Linked DNA regions of Cyprinus carpio: region 1 is linked to region 2. The links are chromatin contacts, called in public Hi-C maps. All regions are on one chromosome and are shown on one strand. The core of a region is the stretch at or near the end of the contact, and the rest is flanking DNA. Distances in the headings are between cores, read along the strand shown.

Region 1 (3,514 bases), core at 1,012-3,511, 85 kb after region 2:
CAAAGTCGCAATGTTTTTTCCCCCCCCTTGGTTGTTGATTTTCTTTGTTCTTTAAATTAACAGCCATCATTCTAATTATTTCAGTATAAAGAAAAATAAAGATGTCATTAAAAAAATTATAATAATATCAGTACATAAGATTTCAAATGTACCCTGTACTGTACTAAACACAAATCTATCATTATTTAACAGCTAAAAACATTTTTAGCAAAGGATCCCTAAAAAACAAACAAAAAAATCCATCAAAATGCACAAAATAAAACACAAAACGGTGAGTTGCCCACATGAGAAATGTGCAAACTTGGCTTTAGTGCTAGTAAAGGCTGGCAGTAATCAAGCCTTTGTTTCTATCTGTTCGAGCTCGCCTCACAAAGCCCATCAACAGCCTCCTGAAATGAAATGGCATCTTATTCAGTATTCTCATCACAGACAGGGATACTGAGCGGAGCATGGAGAGTGAGGCAAGCTGTTGCCAGGAATAGTTGGAACAGAAGATGACAGAGCTCCTAAAACACACCAAAATGCAATTTTTACTTTTAAATACACTTCCATATATCATATGTAAATTATATGATGTCATTTTTTTCCTGCTATATCAGATATATACTACAAAAATAAAGCATCAATGCACTTACAATGTAATCTTAAAAAAAAAAAAACGTGCAATTTTTAAATGGACAAAAATGTTAAAGGGCTGGGTTTTTTCATTATATGCGAAATATATACCTTCATAATCAATTTAATTACTTAATAAAATACATTCTAGCTATAATTTAACGTTTAAAATCTGCTTTGTACAAGACCCTAACACTATATTACAACAAAAACATCACAGTCACTTTTGAGTGAACAATCAGAAGAAGATCCACCACAAATATTTAGTAACAGCAGCGAGAGGCAGCCTTTCCTTTAATAACATTATCACATATATTAAAAATAGTACATGTACAGACTAGTAAATAGTCTTTATATCAAACAACACTAAGATCTCAGCGGTGAATGACGGGCTTTTTCACTGTGAATACCGTTTCAGACAGCAAATAAGCGAAAGTTAGGCTAAAGGACGACAGAAGATAAATATATTCGAGGGATTTCACGCTGTTTAAATTCTACAAAGTACCGGAAGGCGAGTAATAAGTGAGAAATGAATACGTTGTCTTTGAAGTGCAGTTAACTGATGAGACGTTTGCAATAACGACGCCAGTTCACGCACGCGAACTGTACAACTCAAACAAAAGTCAAGAAAATATCAGTACATTCGTATTAGCCAACTACTGCTGTGATGAGCGTTATCTACCTCATATATGATAAAAAAGACCGATGAAAAGTCCAGTCAGAGCTCATTTGACTGATCAATACATGATTATTCTACTGTTCACACGTGAATCAATTGAATTTAAAGAACCCGATTGTTATTTTATTACATGCACAAACACATCGGGCGAAAAAGCAAAATAGCGTTCATGTTAAATTAATCTATTTCAGTATTTTTATAAAATAAACAAAAAAATAAAAATAAACCAAAGGTTATTTCACTTTAAAAAAAACACAACCAATACAGTTCGGTTCATTTTGAAAGACAGTACCTCCACGGTAGCCCTGATTAAATGACCAGACCTACTGACAACCAAAATAATAATCATCAAAACCCCGACATTTGTTTGTTTCTACGACATACTTTTTCAGTTAGGACATATTTAAACTCTCCGGGGGTTTTGAAGCAGTCAAGCTGAGAATAAAGCACATGGAAGCACGTCACTGTCTGGTGCGCGAGCAGACTTCACGTCCCCCGAATACTAAAACACACGCTTACGTCAACATAACATCTCCACATGTGTAAAGATGAACATTAACAGCCATATCCATCAGGTGCCCTGAGCCTGCGCCACACTGACAGCCACACTTGTACTTTTTCGGTGCATTCTCCCAATTCACCTTCTCTTGAAGCAACAGTAGAAACACAGTAACTTGACGTGATGCTGAGCGCAAACACATCTGATCAACACAAGGCGGATCATCTCCTAATGTGAACACTTCCCAAACTGAAAACACGCAGACAGATGGGTCTGTCAGGAGCCGTGGGTGTTTTAAAGGTGCGCGCCTGTACTCACCTGTCTTGCACGTTTGGCTTCCGAGCGTGCGGTTATTAGGACTGTGGCATAGTAACGCGGTTCACAGTCCCCGCTCTCTCTCTCTCTCGCTCTCTCTCTCTTTCACGCGCACTAACTCTTCTCCGCCCGCCGCTTAGCAAATCATCACGGCGGTGACGTCAGCACACATCCTCGCCGGAGTCCTGACAAACACTGCTAAAGTGAGACACCTAGGGGGCTGTCGAATATAGGCCAGCGTGTCTGGGACACTATCTATCACAGCGTTTGGACTTTAATCATTAACCTTCAAGCACCATCACCTTTGCTACTACTTCTACAACCAGGTGACTTCTCACTGAGGTCTGCAGCGAGCGCGATGCGTAAATTCGTATTTAGATCCCATGAGTGCCACATCCACTATTTTTACACATTCTTGAAACCTATTTGCTCGTAAACGTAAATATGATATTTTTCTGTAATTCTTGTCTGGTTGTGAGTAGCTGGAGCTTTTGTTACTATGCCAAATTCCTTGTGTGCTTGACCCAAATAAACTAATTCAGACAAACAAAGCATGACGATCATGATCTAACACAAGTTCATTATATTAAGTGTCATGTTCCATAAAGGCAGGCTATTTTAATCCGTTTTCAGAATTTTATTTATCATCAGAGAATTTATTCACACTAATTAGTTACTGAATGACAGACACGTAAGATTTCAAGAGCCAGATGAAAAAAAAGTACACTTCCATAATATACTTAAAGTGCTCTATTTTCGCGCACTAATTTTGTGCTTAATATACTAAAAATGATTATTTAGTACTTCTAAGATAAACTTAAGGTCATCTAAGTGTATACTCAACTGTGCTATTTATTTTGGGACACCATGAATACAAACTAAAATGTGACCCTGGACCACAAAACCGGGTCAATTTTTTTGAAAATTATATTTGTACAAGAAGGACAATATTTGGCAGAGATACAACTGTTTCAAAATCTGAAATCTGAGGGTGCAAATAAAAAAGCAAAAAAAAACAAATCGCCTTTAAAATAGTCCAAATGAAGTTCTTAGCATATTACTAATCAAAAATGAAGTTTTGATATATTTACCGTAGGAAATTTACAAAATATCTTCATGGAACATGATCTTTACTTAATATCCTAATGATTTTTGGCATAAAAGAATAATTGATCATTTTGACCCATGCAATTGTTGGCTATTGCTACAAATATAGCTGTGTATGACTGCTTTTGTGGTCCAGGGTCACAAATGCGCTTTTAACATACTGTTCTCTCTTTGAATTTAAAATAAAATGTATGAATGTATGTACTTGAATGTTTTAGTGTATGGAAGATGGTTCAAGTTTACTACAAGTGGTAACTAAATAAATATTTTGAATACAGAGATAGAATGTAAAAAGTGCA
Region 2 (3,563 bases), core at 341-2,840:
TGAAAAATATTTAGTATTGTATAATACATAAAATAAAATACGTCAAAAATATATTGCTAGAAATAAAAAACTGGGGTGGAGCATTGGGGTGGAGCCATGAAATTTTTATGGAGTGTAATAAAAACATAAATACCAGGAAACAGCCTTACTGGAAGAACCTTTTATAACTGCAGAGATATGAAGGTCTTTACTCTAGCCAGGTATATGAAGGCATACATAAATGGACCATAAAACAAAAAAAATATCTATAACTGCAGATATGAAGGTCCTTACTCTAGCCAGGTATATGAAGGCATTCAAATATGGACGCATTCATATCTGGCCCAGAAATGAAGATGAAGATCAAAAGCTGTTATGGAATCATTCACTCACTGCTCCATCAATTGCACAGGCACAGGTAGTGAGAACCAGCTCACTGTTTAAATTGGCCAGTGTGAAGACCGTGTCACTAGGCAACAAGACCTGATAGCTCCTTTGTTTGGGGTGAAAGGTTGGAAGTGTTCACACTAATCTCAGAGTTCACAATTAAGTAACAGAAGAGTGTCTTCCACCTCCCTTCACTCCCCCTCTCCTTTCAGGGGAATAAACAGCACCAAATCCCCCATCGCTAATGGAAAAGTATTTGCACTGTAAATTAAAGGGTACACTTTTTTTAATGCTTTGTACAGATCACTTTTGGGATGTCTGCAAACAGCTCAAATCTAATTACAGGGTTTGGGGGGTTGGATTTACTCGAAAAGCTGAAGGAACAAAATAAAACTGTCCCATCTTCAATTAACCCTTTTCCATCCACACCAAATCCTTGACTATTCAAACCAATCACAGGAATACTTCAATCCATTAAACACAAACACAAAGGTTCTAAACTCAACCATTTCTGACTTTTATCACACGTTTTTTTTTAGTTGTATCATAGCAGCAGATTTTTTCTGTACTTCAGTTTTTTTCCACCTCCTTTTCATATCTTACCTCCCCCTCAGCATTTAATTACCTATGGTTATTAGCACCTGAGATACAACACAATCAGAACCGAAGCGGATAATGCTTGTTCAACACAGGATGAGTCTTATTGTAGCGGGCAGGGGCGTCCCATCTCGGGCGAGTTTGGCGAACAAGATCGGGAGATTCCTGCTGGCTTCTTTACAGCATGTGAATCGCCGGGCCTACAGGAGTCTGTAATCTCCCCACAAAACTTTTATTTTCTTTTGGACATGTGCTGCTGTCTCTCCTCACAAAGGCTCTCTCTCGTCAAGATTCTTCCCTAACGCTGTGCCAGGCGGATTTAGACATTACTATTTGATGTCAAATCTCCGCTGAGAAACAATGCACGCTGCGGTCATCACGCAGAGATGACACAAAACCCTGTTCCCCCCACTGTACCTACTAAGCTGGGACGGTGACCCTCAGTGCAGCCCGTTGACTGCGGTGGGTCTTCGTCAAAGTTTCCAAGCGGACTGCTTACATTGACTCCGCACCGAGTCAGTTGATAAAAGTGGAGCTCATTGTGGGAATTTATACTTCGCCTAATGGCTAAACATTCTTGCCAACAGATGATTACTTTTTGGGTGTTGGCCGCACGTCTTCACATGGTATCTATCAGCCAACTGAGCATCTCACCCACTGGAAAACTCATTTAGATCCTATCTAGGGACAAAATTAGAAGAGAGAGGCCAGGCCGTTCTGCGCTTGATTTAATTTGGTCACTGATACAGAGTACAAGCACTTGTGCCCTCTGTATTTGGGGAAAGGAGAGGGAAAAAAAAATCAAAATAAAAAGCTTGTGTTCAATAGACCTGGCGTAAGGACACACACACACACACACACACACGCACCACTTCAAAGGATTTAAGAGTCAAACAGGGTCTAAGCTGCTGCCTCTGCTGGACCGGCAAAATCCCACAAAACACATTCAGATAATCATTTTCAGTCTTTTCGTTTAAATCTTACAGCCCTCTGAATAGAGCTTGAAAAGCTAAATTGACATGTGGGTCAAATGATTTTGGGTTTAAAGTCTGCCACAATTCACAGAGCTGTAACCCTAAAAACACAAACCATAACACACAGAGAAACATAAAAAACAAAAGAGGATATCATAAAGCACAAAATACAAAACAATTAAATAGTAAATAATAAGTCCTAGGGGAAGTCGGGGCCTAATGGTTAGAGAGTTTGACTCCTAACCCTAAGGTTGTGGCTTCGAGTCTCGGGCCGCACGACTAGGAACGGAAATGTGCCCGAATAACGAGGACCCGAACCCCCAACTGCTCCCCGGGTGCCGTTCACAGTGTGTGTGTGTTCACTGCTGTGTGTGTGCACTTTGGATGGGTTACATGCAGAGCACAAATTCTGAGTATGGGTCACCATACTTGGTTGTATGTCATGTCACTTTTCACTTTATGCTCATGGGAAGCTGCTCCTCAAGGAAATTGTAATTATGATGTGAATTAAGTTACAAATTAGTGCATTTTTTTATTTTATGTAAAAAAAAAAATATATATATATGAATAAAAAATATGCTTTATGTATCTTACCACTCTCATGCTGTCACTAAAAATAGTAGGAAATCAAGTTAGTTTGTACATCATTCAGACATGTCTCAAATGCAGCAATAATAGCAAGTGTTCGGCCAAACTGCAATGAGGATAATGAAGGCCTACAGTAACCAAGCTGGGTGCAGGCGGTCAGTGGGGCTCGGACAGATGGGTCCTCCGCTTGAGAGTGGGACAGCTTGCTCAGTAATGGATGTAGAATGAGATATGGGGATAGAGTCTGGCACAGCTAATAGTCATTTAATCAGCTGCAGCTGACCGGCACATGGACACCATTTCTGATGCCATGCTGTCTCAGAGCAATCCAACCCCATCAGCCTTTACCTACAAACACTGCCACAATACAAGAAAAAAGACATAAAAAATACACAAAAACAAATAGCGCTGAAAAACATATCACTGCCCCTAGAAGTATTTCTTGTAAGCGCCCTGTCCTGAAGGTGACTTTCAAGGAAAAAAAACGCAACTATGAAGGGACCATATTCATGTTTAAAAAAAAAAAAAAATATATATACCTCTAGAAATTATATAAATTATATTTACATAGTTATAAATAAAAAAGTATTATAAATGTATATTTCTTAAAATATATATTATATTATGTTATCTATATAATATATTTTAAAAAATCTATATATACTTTTAAATTGTAATAATACTTTACAATTATTTGAAAAAAAAAAAAAAAAAAAAAAAATTATTTTAAATTGTAATTATACTTTACAATTCTAACTGTATTTTTGTTGAAATTCTTTTTTTCTTTTTTAAATTAAGATAAGAGCAACATTGACATCATGATAATTTTTTAAATTAAGATAAGAGCAACATTGACATCATGATAATAGCTTCAGTCACACTTTGTTTTAAGGTCCAATTCTCGCTATTAACAAACATTAACTATGACTTTTCCCAAAAACCCATATTTCTACACATAAAAATAAAAATATATTTTAAGTTTAGGTATTGGGTATGATTCTGGATGTAGAATCATGCAGAGAGGGTCATGCAGAATAT

Evidence for each region. A called contact is a pair of places that touch in the nucleus more often than the background predicts.
Region 1: a contact with region 2 is called in a Hi-C map of skeletal muscle, with 5 times the contacts expected there. The contact joins the promoter of zbtb16a here to the enhancer-like site in region 2. A contact is called at or near these places in 7 of 8 Hi-C or Micro-C datasets (liver and skeletal muscle).

The regions. Positions count from the first base shown.
Region 1 is chrA21:11,918,561-11,922,074 of ASM1834038v1, forward strand. zbtb16a (zinc finger and BTB domain-containing protein 16-A) reads right to left here and starts at 2,262. Exons shown (of 7, transcript XM_042710880.1): 1 at 2,112-2,262.
Region 2 is chrA21:11,834,086-11,837,648 of ASM1834038v1, forward strand. The region is part of intron 4 of zbtb16a (zinc finger and BTB domain-containing protein 16-A); the gene reads right to left. Among protein-coding and RNA genes, the nearest start is that of htr3a, 44 kb to the left of the region's middle. Within about 2 kb of position 1,591, at least 1 of the 8 cell types and tissues checked has an H3K27ac peak or open chromatin away from gene starts, as enhancers often do. A contact at or near this core is called in skeletal muscle, where this site is marked.